Linked DNA regions of Mus musculus: all the other regions are linked to region 1. A link is a contact called in public HiChIP or PLAC-seq and promoter capture Hi-C data. All regions are on one chromosome and are shown on one strand. The core of a region is the stretch at or near the end of the contact, and the rest is flanking DNA. Distances in the headings are between cores, read along the strand shown. Region 1 holds the start of Tek (TEK receptor tyrosine kinase). Region 2 holds the start of Cyp2j9 (cytochrome P450, family 2, subfamily j, polypeptide 9). Region 3 overlaps Fggy (FGGY carbohydrate kinase domain containing).

Region 1 (4,676 bases), core at 1,614-4,113:
AAGGCCAGATCTTCCCTTGGAAAACAATCCCAAGAGGTGTCCTGATCCCAGTCCAAGGAGAAGGCTCCTGGGACCACTTTCCTGACCTTACTATTGCGTTTCCTTTGCCAGCCCAGACAACATCTCTGTTATCTCTGAATCCAGTTGTTTAAAATGTCACACAAGACAGGAAAGACAGCTGAAGATGTGTGACCTGAAGACTTCCTATCAGTGTGAATCATATAGGACATCCATGATGAAACAGAAGTGGTGTTTTTTTTTTTTTTAAGTGTACACAATTCTTTAGAGCCTGCAGCCAGGTTTGGTGTAGATATGGAATTAAAGAGGGGGTAACACTGCTAAGTTCTATGAGAACTTGTTTGCAAGCTGAAATTGGCAATAATACTCCAGTGGAAGGAGCAAGCGCCAGAATCTGAGTTGTTATGGAAGCCACAAACCTCTTCCAGTTTATGCCTTAGCAGGCTGCTTTGCTACCCAGAGCAACCTTTATTGAGGCAAATACAGAGTCTTTATTCTTCCATTATGTTTGTTCAACAAAAAAGGAATATCAGGCCACCAAGTAGACTAGACATATAAGCTCTATATCCCCTTCCACATTAATGAAGTACACTATTAGAGTCTGACTTGAAGGAAGAACTCCTGAGGCTGTTTGTGTGATCACCAAGCCTCACTCAAGTTCATGGAAGCTTGGGTACAGAATGAAAGTCAGGAATTAACAGAGACCTTCAGCAGAAACCAAGCTTTCTGTGTTCTACTTTCTGACAAGAACATGACCTCCTCCTTCTTGTCATCTTCGCTCCAGAAATCAGTTTCTAGCATCAGTGAGACAACTGTTTTGGAACAGAACTTTTTTGTATGAATTCATGACAACTTTTCTAAACTTATTTGTAAAATGCCATAAAAAAGTCACTTAAGGAGAAAGACTAAGTTAAAATAGTTCTGTGTATGTGTGCGTGCACATACGTATGTGAACATACTATTAGTTTATTTAACTTAAAACTAAGTCAGAGCAGAACTAGATACTTGGACTTTGTATTATTATAGTCTCTGGTGTAAAATCAGTCCCATATTCTATAACGCTGATCAGTGTGACTTGTGGAAAGCAAGATGAAAGTGAGGAACCATAATTATTATTTAAAAGTACATAGTAACAAAGACATCAACCTGTCTCTACATTAATATAAAGACGAATCCAAATTTACAGCAATATATTATGCTGTTATGTTAATTATAAGTAAGTTACTACATAAGTAATTGGCACCATCTTAGATACTCTTTCAGCAATTTACATTACTCTTAAATATTATTAAATTTCTGATATGTTGGTTGTTGAAATCAAATTGAAAAGTTACATGAGAAATTGCACACAATTATCATACTTTACTGGGTTAAATTTTTTTGAATACTTAACAAAATATTTAAACATATAGAAAAATATAAAAGTAACATCAAAAGTATTTCTTTGTATCAAATGCTATACTATATATAGCCTCACCATTAAGTTTGATAAATTTTCCCAAATTCATCTCCTGTGTCAATTACATTTTTATCATAATAATTAGAATACTTCCAAACCAATTCGGGGAATCCTATGGCAATGATAATGTGTCTGTGATCTGCAGTTTGGGTCCCCATGTTTCTCCTAGCATGGTTTACCTATGCTGAGTGAGTTACAAGGCACCCCACTGTGTAGAGCCTGTGATACACATACAGAACCCAAGCTCATCCTGGCTGCCCTCTCTAGAGGTGCCACTACAGGACTTGGCAAAATACTGAATCCGGTGAGCTTGGTAATTGACTACATTTTAGTTAGCTTGCTAGGGCTAATCTTTATGTGAAACATCAAAAAATTAAAGTCAGTGGCATAGCCCTAACTCCTGGACCCCTACCTAAAAGACGAAAAGCCCTTAACTGGACTACTGAAATTAAAAAGCATGGAGATACACAATCTTTACAGAAAAGTGGTCTTGTTTTTAGTTAACAATGACGTTTTTGTACATGGCTAGGTAAGAATTTTGTTTCTACCAAAAAAAAAAAAAAAAATCATTGAAGTCTTTCTTTAAAGTGATTACAACCCAAATTTGTTGTTATGGATAAGAAAACACCAGAATGAGAGGCAAGAAAGAATACTCCAAAAAAAAAAACAAAACAAAACAAAAAACAAAAAACAAACAAACAAAAAAAAAAACCAGATCCCTTCAAATAAGGTGACTTACTCAGTCCTGGGAGAGACCGTGCAACCCAGGAGGCAGCATCTGTCTACAAGAGATGGCTAGAAAACCCAGCTGGTGCCGCTGGAATCTGAACTTCAAAACCGTTGCCATGTGTAAACTGGAGAGTCTCAGAAAAGCAGTGTCAGGGTCACCAAATCGAAGGTTTGGTGAGAGAGAGAATGGCGAGAAGTCACTGTTGTTAAAACATGACACACACACACAAATAAACATCAAGCCAAAACTTACCATAAAGGAGCAAGCTGACTCCACAGAGAACTAAGCCGGCTAAAGAGTCCATACTTCCCCAGATCTCCCCATCCAGCGTCCACAGATGAGCATGAGTCCCTGGGAAGCTTTCAACAACTCACAACTTTGCGACTTCCCGCTCGCATGGTCCACTCGCTCTTGTTTACAAGTTGGCGGCAAGGAGAAACACCACAGAAGCAGGCGGTAACAGTCTCATTTCTGTCTGAGCACAGGGAGGGTTAAGTTCCTTTTTCCTGTTTCCTTTGCAGATTAGGATGGGAAAGGCTGTATCTTAAAGGCACTTGGTATCAGCAGGGCTTGGGGCAGAGCGAGCCCTATCCATCTTGCCCTTCATCCAAGGCTTATCTTCTGCTCCTGCTCCGGCTCCTGCTCCTGCCTTAACTGGATTGTGGGGCAGAGGGATCTTTGTTACAAGTAAGGTCCTGGTCAGCATTTTCAGGAACAATAGGGGTATCCTCTCATAGGCCAGGAATTGAATAACAAGCCCTCCACCTATGTATGGTATGCGATGAGGACCAGCCCTTGCAGGCTAAGCTGTTCTCTGGGGTGCATTTGGGATCCCTGACAGAAGGGGCTTTGGGGCACGGGGAGCAGCACTTGCTCTCCTGTTTTTGTTTTCACTCACAGGGTTTGAATTGGGCAACAAAGTTTCCTGTGATGAGAAATCATAACCTGGAAGGCAATCAATTTGAGGGAGCGTGGTTGAGGTCAGCTCTCAGCGGAGCCACTAGAGACCAGATTCCACAGCCATTAGCCTATTTTCTTACACCCAGATCGCCTGCCTGTTGGCCCTGAGCCCAAATATACGCATGCTACTGGCTACAGCTTTAATTTTTATTAGCATTTCATCTGAGTGTGATCTAATTCGTTGGAGAACTTGGCACAGGAAGATTTTAGTAATGTGAATAATTTCATAGTTATTGGCAAACAGAATTTCAGATGCAAATTATATACAAAAATATGGGAGAGGCACTTTTTAAGAGAGTGACTTGCTCTACAGCTTAGGCAAGCCTGGAACTAGCCTGGAGCTCATGATAACGATGCTCCCTCAGCCTCCCGAGTGTTGATACTACAATCATAAACCACACTCTTGGATTACTCCGGAGATTTTTAAATAATCAGGCAGGTGAGATGGCTCAGCCGGTAAAACCAAGACTGAGTTTAATTCAAAGCCCGTGTGATGGAAAGACAGACACCTGAAAATGTGCACCTCCCATGTGACCTAAATGAATACACACATTCATAAAAACTATAAACAACAAAGTTATAAATCATCTCTATAAAGACCCAACAGAAGTGATTATGTCTACAGGAGCAGAGTGATGGATGAGTGATGAATTCTCCAGCAAGCTCAGGCACCTGAACCTTCCTTACCCAGGTGATCACTTGCTCTCACTGGGAATGAAGCAAGCATGCCACTAGACACACGACCTTGCATCAAGGAAGGACTGCCCCTCCCTTTCCCACCAGCCACAGGAAGAGACACGGAGGCACTGCTAGTCTTGGTGGATTTCTGCCTTAGGTTTTATCACTTCAGGGCTGATCTTGAGTGCCTGTAATGCTTCCAATCTGCAGGGGTAGATAGCTCAGCTCTGTCCTCAGGCACAGCTGAGGGCAGACCCTGACTCAGCTGTTAACAGGTCAAGAGCAGACACTGAGGACTAGTAATGTTTCCAACCTGAGGAGTGCATAGCCCTGTTCAGTCCTCAGGCACACCTGAGGGCAGACACTGGCTCAGAGGTAAGATTATGATAGCTATTTCCATTCCAGAGACTTTTAAATGGCAATAGTATCTCCTTCATGGGTTTTGGTTTTGTGTTTAAGACAGTGTTTCATTATGCAGCCCTTACTAACTGAAACTTAGATATTATAGCCAGCCTGCAACCACCCGCCCTCCTGCCTTGATTCACCAGATGCTGAGGTTAGACGTGTGGATCTTCACACCCGACTCTCCATGGGTGTTTTAAAAACACTATGAAGCCAGGAGTGGTGCAAACATATGACAACAACACTTTGGGAATGGATTAAGAGTTCAAGGTCATCTTTGACAAAACAGTGAATTCATCATAAACTATATGAGGCCCTGTCTCAAAACTCTAAAGAGTCATATTACTATGTTAAAGTATCTGGCACTGTGCCTAACATCTTGATTTTCATTAGATCTTAGTAAGCTTCTTTTCATCTCTTCAATATGTT
Region 2 (4,676 bases), core at 1,593-4,092, 1.9 Mb before region 1:
GATATCACTCAACAACAATAACAAAAACAACAACAGCAATAAAAACAAAAACAAATAAAGAAAGTGTGGTATATTTACACAATGCTATAATTACTCATTTTAAAAAAGACACCATGAAGTGTGTAGGAAATGGATGGAACTAGAAAAAAAAAACAATCATATATGAGTTAACCCAGACCCAGAAAGATAAATATGATATGTATTCACTTATTAGCAAGCTACAATCTATAGACTCAGGGAAATTAGGTAAGGAAGAGGAAAATAGAATAAATTTTACAGCAGACTGGAGTAGGTGGGAACAGAAGTGGGGATATCATCAGGCAAAGGGACAATTTGGTGGAAGGAGCAACTGTAGAAAAATAGAATTGGGGACATTTGAAGGGCAACATGGAAACCTAGTACAGTGACAACTTTCTGGAATCGATGAAGGTGATCCTAATAAAGACTCAGAGTTATGGGGGATACAGACTTTAAACTGACCAAGATTTCCAGCAGTGGGACTGCATTGCATCCAGTTGAGTTGTTGGACAAAGAGGTTCCATTGAAATCCCCAAATAACCTAGTCAGATGGGTTGCTCTCAGCAAACTGAAAGTGGAGCCCCATTGCCTAGGGCAGCATCCACACAACTCATTGAATATGGAGAAGTCAATCAGGTACCTACATGAAGCCTTTTCCATTATGTTCTAGTCTCTGTGTTGCAGAAAGGTACTCTTCAGGCTATCAAAAAACTTGAATACCAACCCACCTAGAAAATATTTGCCCTACAGTCTGTTCTTGTAAGATATGGTACAACAATGGAGCACTTGTGGTAACAGAGAGGTAATATCTGCTTTGGCTTAAGACCCACTCCACAAGAAGTAACCCATATCCAACACTGCTTGGACAACCCAGCACCAGAGACTAGATAGCCTGGAAACCAGAGTCTGAAAAGATGTTCTGTTAAATGACTCCTAATAATGTTTTGCTATACTTATAGATCAGTGCTTTATACAGTGATCATTAGAGAGGCTTCCTCTGGCAGCAGATGGGAACAGATGCAGAGGCACACAGCCAGACCTTATGTGGACCGAGTCTAAATGAAATGTCTCCATCAAATCCCTACCCTCAGAACTTAGGGACTCCTGTAAATGAGGAGGCAAAAGAGGGAAAGAGCCAGAGGAAATGGTGAACACCAGGAGAGCAAGGACCTCTCTGAATCCCCTAAGATAAGTACCTAAGAGCGAGCAGAGATTCTGCAGCAGCAAGCCCGGGGCTTCCATGGGTCTGGGTTAGGGCCTCTGGACATGGATTTCAGCTATTAGCTTTGTATTTTTTATGGGACTCTTGAGTGAAAGAATGAGTGGGTCTCTGGCTCTTGTGTCTGCTTTGGGGACTCTTTTCCTACTGTTGGGTTGCAGTGTTCAACTTTGATACCGTAGGTTTTGTCTTGTTTTGTTATCTCTTAGAAACCTGTTCTTTCCTGAGAGACAAAGAGTAGATTCACAGGGAAGGGCCTGTTGGGAGAAACTGAGAAGAAGAGAGGAAGGAGAAATTATCATCTGGGCATAGTGTATGAGAAAATAATCTGTTTTCAACAAAAGAAAAAAATCAAAAGAGGATTGAAAGAATACAAACAAGCTAAGCTTTGTTAAGTTTCTCTTCTTATTCCTCTGTCTCCCTCTTAAGATCTTGGAGAGTTAGAAACTTCAATTTATCTTTTTTAATCAATAAAAAGTTTGTAAGCAGACTGTATATCTATATGTTTAGTGCCTATGCATGTCTAGCCTGATATGTGGCTTAAGGGTCTCCTATATGTGGCACAGGGTGGAAAGTTCCATGCTGGAGACCAAATGTGCTTGGAGATTCTCATGGAAGAGCCGAGAGAGAACAAGCTGGAGATCTTTATGGAAAATGAAACAAACCAGATGCAGAAAGGCGAAGACAGCTTGTTTTCTGCGGTACTAGCCTAGATTAAACTGTGTTTGAGTAAATGGGGTCAGGGTCTGGGACTAGAAATGGAACCATGGAAGGAAAGGAGCAAATCTTTAGGAAGGTACACTGCCAAAATGCAGAAGGGGATAATCTGGGGAAGAGCAGGACCTACAACAGTAGTGTAGGGAATGAGTGGAAAGTGCCAAATATATGCATAAATATTTGTGAAAAAACATGGACATGAAAGTGCCCGTTAATCAAATTCACTAAATTATATACTAACCCTAAAAGTTAATAGGGAGGGAGGGAGAGTGCAAAGTGATGATGGAAAGGCTTCTTAGCATGGTCAAGGGCTGCGGTGTTCAGTTCTCTAACACTACAAAAGGGGGTAGGGGAGAATCAAGACCAGGGTGTTCTTTCTGTGAAGAATCTGTGGATTCACTTAATTCACTGTGAATAGCACTCAAAGCTGGTGAGCTCTTATAAAGAGGCCAGAGCGCTCCCTGGCGTGCAGCCCAGAAACATGGGCTGATACTGTTCCTGTTTCAGAAAATTGCAATCAGTGGTGAAAGGTTGTTTATAAAACGGGAGATCAGATGCACATGATACTCTCTGGGTTGCATGCAAATCACAAGCCTAGAACCAGAGAAATACTTTGTTTATGAGCAAGGTTCTTAGCTAGTCCATACATGCTCAAGTGGCTTCCCCACCCCCAAAGGAATAGTCTCCAAAGGCTAAGACTTGGAACTTGGAGAGGGGCGTGACGGAGAGTCTTGAGGCGGGGCCAAGGGGATGTTTGGGTCCTTAGGAAGACTGGGTAAAAGTGAAAGAGCTCTGGAGACAAAGCTCTGTTAAGACTTAGGGAAGCAGATAAACAAGGCGGGCCAAAGTTGCTGAAGTGAATAGAGCAGGGAGGAGGAGTCTGCAGGCGACAGATTGGAGGGGCCCTGTAGCGATTTGGGGGTTTAAACCACAGGCCTGGTTCATTCTGGGAACTACAGGCAGTGTCCTTGGGGAACTGCCTCAGTTCAGATTCTCATTCCTCCAAGAGCCTGCTCTGATATCAGCCATGCTTGCGGCAGCCGGCTCCCTAGTGGCTGCCATTTGGGCTGCGCTCCATCTCCGGATTTTGCTGCTGTCTGCTGTCACCTTTCTGTTCCTGGCTGATTTCCTCAAAAACCGTCGCCCCAAGAACTACCCGCCAGGGCCAATGCGCCTTCCTTTCGTGGGTTGCTTGTTCCATTTGGACCCCAAGCAGCCCCACCTATCCCTTCAGCAGGTAGGAAGAGGCAACACTGCCTGGCTGCATCCTGAAACTGTATATTGCCATCAGGAACTCGAGGATGTAGCCGAAGGCTGTTGCTGACAGCCCACTAACCCAGAGATAAGGTCTTACAGGTTACAAACAGTTGTAGATTTTCTTGATATCTGTCGATGAAAGATTCCCAGAGTGATTTTATGGCCAGAAAACTTACTGTCTCTGATTTTAAAGTCTTTTAAGTATGTCAAGGTAGATTTGATGACGTAATAATTTATCCTCATAAACACGTTATGTTGGAGTAAGAAATAGGATGTCCCAGATGTTGGTTACACTACCTATCCAGTTTTGTTTTGTTTTGTTTTGAAAGTGTGTTCTCCTCTTGACCTGTGTACATATCAGTTCTCTGATTTGTCTTATTGAGCCTAGTTTGGTCCTTTTGCATCTTTGATGACTGCTCACCTACTGACTTTATCTAATCCAGAGAAAGATGCACTGAAGTTTCCAGCTCCACTAAAAGTCTGCCTGTTTTCCCACTGAGTTGTTGTAGCTCTCCCGCTTGTCCTGGAAAAATGGTTATGAGTACATAGTACCTGTATAGGACTGGAAGGTCTTTCTGCTCTATGACCCTCTTCCCACGTGATATTTCTTATCTACAGTAATTTTCTCTGTTTAGATAGTGAATACTCTGCCATGTGTGACCATCCCTGTCACTTTCCAGTATTTGTGAAGATTGGCTATGTCTGATTATTTATTGCTAATTTGAGGATTTAAACCCATATTTTTCCTTCTGTTCTCCCACCCATTTTTTTTTTAAATTCTGAGTTCTCTGTGTGTTTTTTAGACACTTTCCAAATACTTGCCTCTCTATTCCTCTTTGCTCTTTTCTTATATCTCCTGGATATCCTTGTATCATCCTCCCAGCAGCTGCTCAGTGTTTGTTATTCATTGCTCACATTCGACTGACTTTGTTAACACTATTTTTTCAGGGGAAGCAAAACAACTACAAAACTAGAGGACCCTATCCTCTCTCTATGGCCCAGCTGCCTAAGGTGTTTCCTCCACACACACTAAGAACTACACCAGACACTAACCTGCTCTTCAGTGTCCTGTGCAGCTGGAACTTAAAGGCGGAAAAGCCTCTTGTCTTTGCTCCTTACTCCTCTCCCATAGATTCATTGTTGTTTTGGTTTGTTTTGTTTTTGTTGTTGTTGTTGTTTGTTTTGGGTTTTTCGGTTTTTTTTTTTTTGACATTTCATGTTCAATTTTTTTTTTCTGACTTTCAGTACTTACTTTCCCTGTTTCTTCAGAGGTGGCTTTGGCAGAAGGAAATTTCTTAGCTTTACCCCACCTCAGAATGCCCCCCACTAATTCCCACACTGTCTTTCTCCTGATTGTGGACACTTGCTTGTCAATCTGCTGCTCTTAACAGATTTAGATGTCTCCCACTTAACTCTAGACTTTGTAGTTTCTGATGAGAAATAATTTCCAATTTCTTTCTAAGTG
Region 3 (4,676 bases), core at 1,504-4,003, 1.2 Mb before region 1:
TTTTATTAATTTGAGTCTCCCCTCTTTTTCCTTTGGTTAACCTGGATAAAGTTTTGTCAATCTTGCTAATTTTTAAAGAACCAGCTTTTACTTCTGCTGCATCTGGCCTGTACCTTCAACTCTCCTGGGCTCTCTTCAAGGACTCTGACACTATCACATGGTGCCAAATGTCACTTGCTCCGTGGTCCCTTCAATCTTCAGTTTTCAACTGCAACTGTGGCTACACATTCAACAATGGCTTCTCTTGGTGCCAAGACAGAGCTTCTCTCTATTTCCCTTCATGCCTTGAAAAACATGGAAGACTCTTGCACATTACCAATTTCATCTGCCAGTAAAATGTACCTCCTTTGTCCCTTCTGGACCACAGCCTGCATGTGCTGACCCCGAGGAAACACTTCCCAGAAGATCCTGCCTCAGTGATGCTGGTCTTTTCTTAATCACCACCGATTTCTCAGGTCCAGCTAACCAGCATTGATTTCCCCAGCAAAGCAAAGCAAAGGTTTCACTAATGGATGTTTACTTAGGGATGGCTGGTGGTTGAGAATAAATAGATCATTTATGAGAGGAAAGATGGGGATGGAAGCTAAACGATTTAATGGAAACATTGTGGGAAATAGGAAACAAAGCTAACATAGCATATTGACCAGATTCTTGCCAGGAACTTGACATTACTGCAGTAAGCTTGAGAAAGTATTCACTAAAAAATTAGACACTGAGATGGGTAAGAGGACTCAGTGGGTAAAGGCGCTTGCCACCAAGGCTAACAACCTGAGTTCAGTCTCCAGGATCCACATGACTGAAGGAGAGAACTGACTCCTGAAAGTTGTCCTCTGACATTCACATGTGTGCCGTGGCACATGCATATTAAAATAAAGCAAACTGAAATTAAAAATAAACGAGAAAGAGTGGATTATGAAAGGAAATAAGAATTTGTAGACCAGGAACAGTAGGGAACCGTTTGTACCTCTTAGTTTGAAGAAGTGAAGGGAGAGAAAACAGGTTCCCACCACACAGAGATACTTGTCTGCATGAGACTACCTCTGTAGTAGGTGAGGCAGTAAATGGATGCAGCCAACTTATAGTAACCCTGCAGAGGATGCTGGAATAATAATAATAATAATAATAATAATAATAATAATAATAACAACAACAACAACTCTAGCTTTCTGCTTGTGTCTCCTAATGGCCAACCCCAAGTAGACAACAAGAATAAGGGTGCCCGCCCTGCGTGCTGGTGATTGACATGTAGTTACAGAAGTCTGCCTTATGCTTCATGTGCAGTCTCTCATCCTGGTCCAGGGTTAAGAGTGATGGGGAAACAGATGACATTCAGAATGAATGCACACATGAAAGAGGACAGATGAGTGGGAAGAGATGAAACCAAAATGATTCTCAGGAAATCCTTCAGCCCTTTAGAGTCAAGCACGCCAAGACCCAAAGAATGCCATGGTTTTCTTGAGGCAGCAGGCTTAGTCATAACGTCAGGAAGCAGGCCTGACAAGCTTGACAGCACTTTCTACCTACTGCTCCACATACAGTGATTTAGTGGAATGGCAAGGGAAGGGTACCTTAATGCTCATTTAAGCATGTACCTGAAGGTGAAGCACTACCAGAACTTCCTTCGTTCAATGTGTAAACTCCTGAACACTGAGAAGCCAGGACTCAGCAGGCTGTGAAGAAGGTGAAAACAGAGTCATGTTCTACTCCGTACCTCACAGTATGTTTGCTTTAATCTCAAGGCAGTACCTGGGTAGCTAAAATTGTCCCCCTAGTTCTTCTGGTTTGGGCAGGAAGGGTAGAGAGGATATGGCAGACCCTAACCAGAGTCTTCAGGGACCTGTCTTCCTTGTCAAATTGTATTCATTCTAAGAACATGAACTACGAAGCTGAGAATGTGGGCAGAACCCAGGAAGTACTAGTGATAGCTAGGTGAGCATCCCCAGGTGCACTGAGATTCCAAGGACGCACAGGCACTAAGAGATGATGTTGCAGAGCATGTATCTATCCAAGGAGGAAACAGACTGAGGTTGAAGGACATGGGCTGAAGTAACACCGGAAGAGTGACAAAGGCACTGCTTAGGTAGGATCTAGGGACCTAACATCTCTTGATCCATTTAAAATGCCTTTACAGAATTTTCCCAATACCTGGTGCATAGGTAAGAGAATTAAAGGAGACCAAGCATCAAAGCTGCCGGCACATGTGAATGCCGAGCAAAGGCCAATGCTGCTGCTTTCCTGCCCCTCTAGTCCTGCTCCTCTGCTCTAAACATTGCTTTCATGTCCCAAATGTACAACCATTGCTTTCATGTCCCAAACGTACAACTTTTGACATCAGATTCTGGTCACGTAAGATGGTAGTGGCTTTTCTACAGCAAATCACAATTGTTATAAACTCTGTCAATGTTGTTTTGGTTGTACTGTGCCTTGGTTGGGTGTATGTGACCTGAGGTCACCCTTCTGAGAACACCACAGCATTCTGGATTATGACTTCCCCCATCTTTGAATAAACATGGAAAGCTTTCTTTACCTCTTGGTCCAGTGCTTGTTTGCCATCTGGTCCCTGGTTTGGCTACATCTGCATTTACTTAAGGACTTTACTTGAAGGCCAGGTTTACATATGGGAAGAATGGGAGGGCTTTCCTGATTTCTTCCATATGTTCATTTATTCATATATTATGATTTCTGTAATCTCACCAATGTCGAGTCCTTCAGACAATCCTTATACTGTTCCTTGGGGACCAGATTCTTTGTGTGTTCAGCTGGGAGTGTCTCTGGGAACATTTTTTTTTTACATGCCATTACCTCTAGTGTAGCTCAGCATGGCTTCTAGATGAGAACAAAATTAATGTTCTCAAAGAGGTAGGTTTTTTTCCTTACAGAGAGGGTTAATCTACTTTGAAAGATCTGTGGAAAGAAGCAGGAAACCCCAGAGCTGGCTCCCCTCCTCAGTTGTAAATGCTCAGAATTAGGTATGTGTTCGACCCTCCCCATGCCTGCTGTCCTGATCTCTTTGTTCTGGGACTCACAGATCAGTGTTTTAAGTCCTGGGATAGGCTTTCCCCACTTTCAGCTCCTGAACACAGGCTTGTGAAGGGGAGAGGTCCTAGGGGAATCTCATGCTGTGCATTTTGTGATACTGGAACAATACAGGCTGAGTTGTACTTCCTGTTTTTACAAAGCCATTTCAATTCCTTCCCTACAATACCTCCAGATCTGAGCTGAGTGTGGAGGCAAGAACTCTGGGAAGACCTGGTTTGAGACTTGCCTATTCTACTAGCCTAGGCAGGCTTTTTAATTTTTCTAAGCTTTGTCTTCTCTAAAGTAGGAGCAAGGTTTGCCTGGTAAGGATGGAGTGAATATTAATATTGCTGTGCATAAAGCAAGCATCCACAAATGCTCCCTAATGTGGAGTCACTGGGGAAAATGCCATAATGTGAAGGATCCCTTGCTGGAGAGAGCTGACATGCTCACAGATGGCCAGGAGATTGCCCGCTACAAAGGCTGGGACTTGAGTTTTGGCTGTAGATCCTTCTCAGCTGAGGAGAGCTGGGCAGCATCCAGTGGGGCCCAGATGTCAGCCAAAGGAGGAGAATGGCTTAACCCTTACCTCAGTGGTCTGATAAGCGGAAAAGAAACGCTCTGGGGTCCAGGACCTTTGTGCAGAAAGTAATATGTGTGTGTGTGTGTGTGTGTGTGTGTGTGTGTGTGTAAACATCACCCAATTACTTGAAAGGTTCTTTACACTGTCCTGCACATCAGATATTAAAACTCAAAACAACAATGGATTCTTTCAGCAATGAGTTGGGATTTGACTTGATAGACTGGTTAGGCTATTTGCAGCTTGGGAAGAAATATTCAACTTAGTTTATGTACAAAGAACATATTATTAGTCTGCTAAGTTACCAAGAACTCTGTCAGGTAAGTGACAGGGGCAAGATAAGAACTGTTCCTATAACCAGCCTTCTTGTCCACTCTGCTTATCAGTATGAGGAAGAATAGCACAGCAAAGGTGATCCCATAGCTGTCTCCTGAGACCCTTTCTGCCTCCTTAGAAAAGCAACCCACACCAGGTGGAGAGATGGAAATCTCCTAGCCCAAGGGGCTGTTATGGGGCTCTGAGAATCCAGATGAGGAGCGTGGCATTCCTGGAGGTTTCCTACTGTATGTTTCTGCATGCCCACGGTCCTCATGGATATCATGCCTGCACTGAGATTCCAAGGACACACAGGCTCTAACAGATGATGTTGCAGAGCATGTATCTATTCAAGGAGGAAACAGAAAGGTTGAAGGGCATGGGCTGAAGTAACACCGGATGAGTGACAAAGGCACTGCTTAGGGCAGCTAGGGTGAGAGCTGTGTCAGGGAGACAGTGCCCTGAGGTTGACAGGGCTGCACTCTGGGGACCTGACATCTCCCAGGAGCTCCAAGAAGCCACAGCTGCTGCCCTCCGGTGTCTTGGAATGTTAAGCATAGCAGGGAGCATGTGAAGAGGTACAGGCAGGAATGAAGTATTTATTATAATATCCAGACATGAAAGGCATGCTGAAGACTGACCATAGGCTCTGGTGATAGATCAAAAGCAGAGATCAGAAAGAGACAGAAGCCATCAGAGATAATGGACTCCCTCTGAGGTTTCTGGTCTTGGGTTCATGAACTACTTAGGAAGAGCACTGAGG

Evidence for each region. Promoter capture Hi-C pulls out the DNA fragments that hold promoters and counts their contacts. HiChIP or PLAC-seq counts read pairs in DNA pulled down with a chosen protein or histone mark.
Region 2: a contact with region 1 is called in an H3K27ac HiChIP or PLAC-seq map of embryonic stem cells, with 6 times the contacts expected there. The contact joins the promoter of Cyp2j9 here to the promoter of Tek in region 1. A contact is called at or near these places in 3 of 39 promoter capture datasets (cranial neural crest, hippocampal neurons and pre-B cells) and 1 of 115 datasets of contacts at active chromatin or transcription factors (embryonic stem cells).
Region 3: a contact with region 1 is called in a promoter capture Hi-C map of stem cell-derived epiblast-like cells, with 2.9 times the contacts expected there. The contact joins the enhancer-like site here to the promoter of Tek in region 1. A contact is called at or near these places in 15 of 39 promoter capture datasets (the 3T3-L1 cell line, the C10 cell line, the HPC-7 cell line and 9 more) and 1 of 9 other capture datasets (adipose tissue).

The regions. Positions count from the first base shown.
Region 1 is chr4:94,737,476-94,742,151 of GRCm38.p6, reverse strand. Tek (TEK receptor tyrosine kinase) reads right to left here and starts at 2,863. Exons shown (of 23, transcript NM_001290549.1): 1 at 2,460-2,863. The coding sequence starts at 2,511.
Region 2 is chr4:96,589,651-96,594,326 of GRCm38.p6, reverse strand. It overlaps Cyp2j9 (cytochrome P450, family 2, subfamily j, polypeptide 9), which reads left to right and starts at 2,842. Exons shown (of 9, transcript NM_028979.2): 1 at 2,842-3,191. The coding sequence starts at 2,982.
Region 3 is chr4:95,898,973-95,903,648 of GRCm38.p6, reverse strand. The region is part of intron 14 of Fggy (FGGY carbohydrate kinase domain containing); the gene reads right to left. Among named protein-coding and RNA genes, the nearest start is that of Hook1, 66 kb to the left of the region's middle. Within about 2 kb of position 2,753, at least 27 of the 459 cell types and tissues checked have an H3K27ac peak or open chromatin away from gene starts, as enhancers often do. A contact at or near this core is called in second pharyngeal arch cranial neural crest, where this site is marked.